2 separate regions of the Mus musculus genome follow, and region 2 is linked to region 1. A link is a contact called in public HiChIP or PLAC-seq data. All regions are on one chromosome and are shown on one strand. Each heading gives the region's core, a stretch centred on a gene start, on an enhancer-like site or on the middle of the called end of the contact. The rest is flanking DNA. Distances are from core to core; before and after follow the strand shown.

Region 1 (4,087 bases), core at 757-3,256:
TGAAAACTCTGAAATTTAAATATTATCATCTGAAATGATATTTTCTGTGTTTAAGGTTTAGATTTCAAAGTAAACTTGCAATTGAATTTAAAATTGCATTCTTGTAAATGAAATTGCGCTTAACTTTTAGCCTTTATTCTCCACTAAGGTTCTAATCATATAAGTAACTTTGCATTACTTGTTCAACCCAAACTTCAAAGTTAAACTGTACTTATCTTTAGGATGTACATGTTAGTAATTAAGATGTGGTAAACTGTCTTTACCATATGAAGTTTCTCTTCTGTGGGATTTGCATATGTGAGTGTGTGTTATTATACAGATTTCACATCCTAGTTTTAATTACTTTTGTGGCCTCTAGTTGTTAGAACAGGGGCCTGAATATCAGGACAAGGGAATCAGAGTCTTGGAGACAGTTGAAAGGGGTATTTGAAGATGCCAGCAGCAAGAAATCCATTAGTTGGGCAGGCGATGAGGCATGTGTAGATGGCTTGAAAGTTATAAGTCAGAAAATGTATTTTTGTTTTGTAGGTTTCCTTTTGCGACAGAATCTCGTGCATCTCAGGCTGGCTTAGAACATATTAAAAGAGACTTATTTCAAAGTTTACATCATGCACTCACGGGACCTAAATGTGTAGAGGTGGTTTGATGAGAATGTCACCCATGGTACCAGATGTTTGAATATTTGGTCCCCAGTTGGTGCTACTGTTTGGGTGGGTTCCTTGCTGGAGGAAGTGTGTCATTTGGTGTGGGCTTTGAAGTTTTAAAAGCTATAGCCATTTCCAGTTCACTCTCTTTGCACCCTGTTTGCTGTTCCAGTGTCTGTGTCTGCCATCTGCTGCCAGCATTTCCTGCCATGGTGAACCCTTTTCCCTCTGGAACTGCAAGCCCCCCTAAACACTTCCTTCTGCAAATTGCTTTGGTCACGGTGTGATAGCACAGCAATAGAATAGTGACTAACATAGAGGTGAGGTCCATGGGCTCGAAGTTCAGATGAAGGCTAATGCTGTAGTCTTGAGGCAGATCTGCTTTTGGAAACCTGAGATTCTACTCTTAAACAAATAGACCAGTTAAGTAAGAGTTCCACTCTTTAAGTAATCTCTTTGATTTAAAGTGAACTTATTGTACAGAATGTCATGTTAGGGTTTGGTTCATTCACTTAATATGGCAACTTAGCTGGCTGACATATAAATTTATCACAGCATGTTGTCTGCAAGCAAAATATACATATATGCATCCCACTGTTACTGACACTGTTGGTGAGGAATGCAGTTAAATGAAAGAAGGATTCCAAAAGGTTTTTGCAACACAGGAGTGGGGAGCAAAACCTAGCAACAGCCTACACTGTAATTCAAGTGGAAAATGTTATTAATACTGTCTTATTTTAGCATGCTGTTTTAATTGCTTATTTTTATGAACCTAAAATGTTTTTATGGCTTATAACATGTTTCTGTAGGGTCTTAATTTTCTAAGCAGTTCATTCTTTTGCCATAACGTTTTCAGAAATTAAATGTGACAAATGAACTCCTTCCCCCCCCCCCGCCCCCCAAAAAAAAACCCATACAATATTTAACAAGTTGCTAATGGCTTTTGATATTTTTTGTTTGGAAACTTTTGTTATAAAACAATGTTTTATACAGGTAGGGCATTTTAAAGCAGATAGGGACTAATTTTACTCAGAAAAGAAAATTTTTGAGAAGCTATTGTAAGGGTCTATGATTGCTGAAGAATGACACCCTGGACTCAAGTAGTGTTCTATTCTGCAGAAGCCCAGCATCCTGGGGTTTCCCATTACCATGATAGACAAGCAAGTCAGCTTAAAGGCCTGGTTTAAAACGTACTAGGAGAATCTGTGGTAGGTGACCTTCATCTTACTCCATCTCTTTATTGGGGCATGAAGGTTGGAAACTGAGGTCTGGAAACTGTTGCTGAGGAAGTCTGGAAAGTGCTGCTGACCCATTGTTCTTGCCTCGGGCCAGGTGTGGGGCAGCTTCTGAGGCCTGGGCTTGCCTGGGCTTGCCCAGTCCTGAATTGCCCATTTGAAGCCTGTCATGGAGTCAGCCTCGCCTTCTCACTAAGTGCATGCCATGCTTCTGCTTTATATATGGTATTTTGGCAGCAGTTTGTTGGCTCCTATGGCCCTTTGATGTCTTCACTATTTTAGTTTCACACAGTAGCATCTCCACTGTTCTTACTCTGCTGCTTACAGAACTTTATGTACTTTTATTCTTGGTGATGTTAGAGTCCCATGATGACTGGTGTATTATCTTTATTTTACTTTGTACCTAATATTAATGCTTTGAATGAGTTACAGTTTGTAAGGTCTAAAGGATACAGCTACCTGTTTCAAGCTTAGCCCTTCTTCCAGAATATTTGCTGTATTTAGTCCTTTCTTTCCCTTCTTTTCCTTTCCTTCTCTCTTTATTATTATTAATTTATTTGTTGACAGTTTTTGGTCCTCTACTCTCATTTATCCCCCTTCTAAACCTGTTCTCCCTTCTCCCTCCAAGTTCCCATTCCACCTTTTTTAAAGTTTGGTCTGTTGCTATATATTGTAATGCTAAATTCTATACTTCAAGGTATTGGCCTAGGAGTATCTTCTATTGTTTACAAGCTTTTGTTGTGCAAACGTTGTTCCCTGATTTAAAACTATTGTTAAATAACATTGACTACAGCCAATTGTTGGAGGGATTAGCAGTAGTGAACCTGAAGGGAGAAGGAAGAACTAGAGAGGGAGAAAGCTGCAATCAGGGGAGCGGAACCATGAGGTCATGTCCAAGAGAAACAGCAAGTATCTGGGGTACACCTCTGGGGTGGTAGCCAGGCCTGCAGTTCCAGGAGTAGATTAGTAATTGTGACCCTTTAGTAATTGTCAAAGCCAAATAAAATAACCATAGTCTGAGTCTCATTTATTTGTGATCTAGTCAGGGACAAACTTGAATAGATTGTAATACATACCTTCATATGTTTACCCAGGGCTGCCTGTGTGGGAATGGGTCTTGGAACTATGCACTAAATAGCTAGCCAGTGGCTATATAACCTACACAATGACTTCTCTCACCTGACAGATCTTACCAACTATTAACTCTCCCAGATAGGCATCAGCCCATGCGCCTCTCTTCTATATATCACTGAATTTTGATGGGCTGTCTTGTGCAAACTCTATGCACTGTAGCTGCTGTGAATTCATGACTTCCACAGTCTTTACATACCCCTAGGGCAGAATTTCATTGCCCATTTCCCATCGGCTATATTCCTTCTGCTCCCTTTTACTGATGTGCCTTGGGAACTGATTTACATATCCCATATAAGGCTGAACATTCTGCAGTCATTTCTTTTTAGCTGTCTTGAACAGCTACAACTCTGCATTAACTGCTGTTCACTGCAAATACAAGTGTATTTGATTGAGCCTGGGATCTTCGTTAGTGTAGGGCATAAACCTAAGTACTTAGAAGGTATCTTGACATGTCCATTTAGTAAACAAAAGAAGTAGTTTCATCTCTAGTGCATGTAATCTCCCCAAATCTGAGTCTTTGACTAGCTTCATAGTACTGGTGTTGAATTACTTCCTGTGGAGCAGGCCACTGATCCAATCAGAAGTCAGTTGGTTATACCCATAACAGTTATGCCACTATAATAGCAATAGGCCCCGTTTGTTTGGGAAGTTGGTATTACAATATACTATGCTTAGAGCCGAGAAAGACCAGTGCTGCCTTCTCCCTAACAGCCACCACAGCAACTGCTGTCACCACGAAGTCTAACCAGCTGCAAGGCAGCTGCCAGTATAATTCCAGCCTTGTTTGCTGAACTGTGTAACCAACATGTATCAGCAGGCTCTTTTGGGAACCCATGAGACTTTCTCTCCAGTAACTCATATGGAGATATCCCACACTTGTCACTGGGATTAATAACACATGGCTTCTGAGATTGTCCTTATGTAGGCATGGATGGTACCCTGTTCAAACTCCACCTTTTCCCTTCCCTCCCCTTTCCTCCCTCTTTTCTTCTTTTGTCTTTTCTTTTTTCCCTTCTCTTCCCTCCTTTCCCTAACCCTCCCCTTCGCTTCCTTCTTATGTATTCTACCCTCCCA
Region 2 (4,087 bases), core at 1,000-3,499, 660 kb after region 1:
CATACAAAACCAACCATCTATAGCCCTCTTATCACTCATTATTGCCCATCTTCTATAGCAGACCTAACAGTCTTTGTATAATCTTGTTTAGAATATATTATTTTTAGAGTCATTTTATTTTATTGGGGGGGGGGGGAACAGACAGACAGACAGACAAACAGAGACAGAAATTAAGATGTAAAAGAGAGTGCACACCCACAGAAGCCAGAAAACAGTATCCGATCCCAAGGAATTATTAGTGTTTGTGAGCTACCTCATGTAGGCCCAGAGATCTAAACTTCCATCCTCCAATAGACTAGGAAATGGCTCTGAACTGCTAAGCTATCTCTCCAGGCCCTGGAATACCTGCTTTACAGGCCACTAACTTCCACAACTCAAAAGCTAAGAGCACCACCAGATGACATCTGTGAATGTGAGTTCATCTTCTCCTTTTGTGAAGAAGTACTGACATTTAACAAGTCCTGCTGTGATCCTTTTAGGACAAAGCAGCCAAAGGTATGAGCATAGCAGTCTTAAAAGATAATACAGACACACAGTATTCTGAGATATATATGAATATTTTTACATTGGTCTGGCTCTAATAAAGATCTTAAAATAGCCATTTGTTCATTTGTTTGCTTTTAAAAATATCCTTAAAATCCTTAAAATTTTGTATTTATATAAACATTCATTTACCAGTGAGTATATTTTATAATACAGACATAAGTTATTCTCATTTAAATGGAGGAGAATTGTACAATAACAGGAAATAAATGTATCCTGGAGTAGGAGCATCATCTCTTAATTTACAACATTTTGACCAGAATTATATGATTATGAATGTCTGCTTTTTGAGAGCAGATTTTAAAATTAAAACTCGTGTTAATTATCCCAAAGAGAGACTAAAGATCATTGGCCATTATCATTATTTTAATTTTAGTTTTACTATAAAAAAATTAAGTTGAGTCAAGTTAAAAACTTTATATGAGCATTTATTTATAAGTCCATTTGGTACTAAGTACATGATGTAAAAAACAAAAAGAAAAACCACGATGCTATATAGAGACAATCTATATACACATACTCATGTAAGATGTATGCTAATAAGCTAAGAATTTGAGCATTGTTGTTTGTTGGGAAAATATTTTTAGAATCATTGCAAAAGGGAAATGTTAAAGTAAATATATTGTTAGGTTGTGCAAAAAACAAAAGCAGACACATGTGGAACAATGGATTGTTGTAGGAGATTAATATGTTATCTACGAGGAAAATGGCCTTGGAGATAGTGAATGAAAAAAAGATGAAAGGAAAAGAAAAGAACATGAGTAATACTACAGTATTGAGAAAATGTTTATTGTAGATATAAGGGAGAAAGCAGACAGAAGAGATAAGAGTCCAAGCCGAGAATGGCTTTCAGACTAAACCAGACTACAAGAGGAGGAAGAGAGAGCAAGAGAAGAGCCAGCAACCAAGAGAGGTGGTCAGGGTCAAGAGACCAAAAGACCTGCATAGTCAAAATGGCTGAGTTATACAGGGATCAGGCTAGGGGAAGGCAAGTAGAAGCCCAGACCCTGGGAGGGAGATGGTTAGGGTAGTAGCTGGATGAGAACACTGAGTGAGCTTGCCCTGAATTTGAAACCTAATGGATTCCAAGCAGACATACTAGGCTTTAAGACCAATAGCAGCTCTCACTGGCAGCAGCTCTTCTAGGACTTGGCAATTTAGTCCTTGTGCCTCTGTGGGAATGAATCTCTTTCAGCTAAAATACCCCAATATTCATCAGCATGGAGGGGAAGAAATTAGATTTCTTTCTCCCCACAACTACTCATCCATTTTGGCCAAACTGTATATAGATGTGTTTTCCAGATTTCTGTTCCGCTATTTTTTAGTGATACAAGGAATCTGGGGTGGTATTCTTATTCACATAAGTGCTGGAAACAGCACAGCCTTGCAAGACCCCCTTGGCATGAAATTGTTTTTAAAATGACTTCTACTCTAAAATTTGATTTTCAATAGCTAAAAGAGCCCTTTATTACATAATTTGTATTCCGAGGGTGGGGAAGTTGTACAGGCTTTTTAAATTCAGCTGCTTGGGGTCAACCCAAGCCTTGGGCAAGGTAAGCAAGTGTTCTACCACTGAGCTACCTCCCAAGTCCTCTTTGTGGGGAAGAGGGGAGAGGTAAAGCAAGAGGAGGAGAGAAGCAGTCTCATGCCCTAAAGAAACTGCCTTTAAATGGCCTTGGGATGCCTTCACAGCAGCCTGGGAGTGTCTGTCTGGACTCTATGCTGGTTCAATCGCTTCATTTAAAACATAATAAAACTATGGCGAATGGAACTTAGTGACCCTGCTTCACAGTTTTTCCAAAGCAAGAAGAAAAAAAAAAAAGAAAGAAAGAAAGAAAGAGAATCGAGGGCTTTGACAAGTGAGTCCAAACTTTTTTTTTTTTTTTTTTTTTTTTTTTTTTCTTTTTTTTTTTTCCATTTTTTATTAGGTATTTAGCTCATTTACATTTCCAATGCTATACCAAAAGTCCCCCTTACCCACCCACCCCCACTCCCCTACCCACCCACTCCCCCCCTTTGGCCCTGGCGTTCCCCTGTACCGGGGCACACAAAGTCTGCGTGTCCAATGGGCCTCTCTTTCCAGTGATGGCCGACTAGGCCATCTTTTGATACATATGCAGCTAGAGTCAAGAGCTCAGGGGTACTGGTTAGTTCATAATGTTGTTCCACCTATAGGGTTGAAGATCCCTTTAGCTCCTTGGGTACTTTCTCTAGCTCCTCCATTGGGAGCCCTGTGATCCATCCATTAGCTGACTGTGAGCATCCACTTCTGTGTTTGCTAGGCCCCGGCATAGTCTCACAAGAGACAGCTACGTCTGGGTCCTTTCAGTAAAATCTTGCTAGTGTATGCAATGGTGTCAGCATTTGGAAGCTGATTATGGGGTGGATCCCTGGATATGGCAGTCTCTACATGGTCCATCCTTTCATCTCAGCTCCATACTTTGTTTCTGTAACTCCTTCCATGGGTGTTTTGTTCCCACTTCTAAGGAGGGGCCTAGTGTCCACACTTCAGTCTTCATTTTTCTTGAGTTTCATGTGTTTAGGAAATTGTATCTTATATCGTGGGTATCCTAGGTTTTGGGCTAGTATCCACTTATCAGTGAGTACATATTGTGTGAGTTCCTTTGTGATTGTGTTACCTCACTCAGGATGATGCTCTCCAGGTCCATCCATTTGGCTAGGAATTTCATAAATTCATTCTTTTTAATAGCTGAGTAGTACTCCATTGTGTAGATGTACCACATTTTCTGTATCCATTCCTCTGTTGAGGGGCATCTGGGTTCTTTCCAGTTTCTGGCTATTATAAATAAGGCTGCTATGAACATAGTGGAGCATGTGTCCTTCTTACCAGTTGGGGCTTCTTCTGGATATATGCCCAGGAGAGGTATTGCTGGATCCTCCGGTAGTACTATGTCCAATTTTCTGAGGAACCGCCAGACTGATTTCCAGAGTGGTTGTACAAGCCTGCAATCCCACCAACAATGGAGGAGTGTTCCTCTTTCTCCACATCCTCGCCAGCATCTGCTGTCACCTGAATTTTTGATCTTAGCCATTCTCACTGGTGTGAGGTGGAATCTCAGGGTTGTTTTGATTTGCATTTCCCTGATGATTAAGGATGTTGAACATTTTTTCAGGTGCTTCTCTGCCATTCGGTATTCCTCAGGTGAGAATTCTTTGTTCAGTTCTGAGCCCCATTTTTTAAGGGGGTTATTTGATTTTCTGAGGTCCACCTTCTTGAGTTCTTTATATATGTTGGATATTAGTCCCCTATCTGATTTAGGATAGGTAAAGATCCTTTCCCAGTCTGTTGGTGGTCTTTTTGTCTTATAGACAGTGTCTTTTGCCTTGCAGAAACTTTGGAGTTTCATTAGGTCCCATTTGTCAATTCTCGATCTTACAGCACAAGCCATTGCTGTTCTGTTCAGGAATTTTTCCCCTGTGCCCATATCTTCAAGGCTTTTCCCCACTTTCTCCTCTATAAGTTTCAGTGTCTCTGGTTTTATGTGAAGTTCCTTGATCCACTTAGATTTGACCTTAGTACAAG

The links. HiChIP or PLAC-seq counts read pairs in DNA pulled down with a chosen protein or histone mark.
Region 2: a contact with region 1 is called in an H3K27ac HiChIP or PLAC-seq map of embryonic stem cells, with 3 times the contacts expected there. The contact joins two enhancer-like sites. A contact is called at or near these places in 1 of 484 Hi-C or Micro-C datasets (cortical neurons), 2 of 115 datasets of contacts at active chromatin or transcription factors (both in embryonic stem cells) and 1 of 9 other capture datasets (embryonic stem cells).

The regions. Positions count from the first base shown.
Region 1 is chr6:65,794,830-65,798,916 of GRCm38.p6, forward strand. All of the region lies in intron 2 of Prdm5 (PR domain containing 5), which reads left to right. Among named protein-coding and RNA genes, the nearest start is that of Prdm5, 18 kb to the left of the region's middle. Within about 2 kb of position 2,007, at least 15 of the 459 cell types and tissues checked have an H3K27ac peak or open chromatin away from gene starts, as enhancers often do. A contact at or near this core is called in embryonic stem cells, where this site is marked.
Region 2 is chr6:66,456,187-66,460,273 of GRCm38.p6, forward strand. All of the region lies in intron 2 of 2610300M13Rik (a long non-coding RNA gene), which reads right to left. Among named protein-coding and RNA genes, the nearest start is that of 2610300M13Rik, 8.3 kb to the right of the region's middle. Within about 2 kb of position 2,250, at least 6 of the 459 cell types and tissues checked have an H3K27ac peak or open chromatin away from gene starts, as enhancers often do. A contact at or near this core is called in embryonic stem cells, where this site is marked.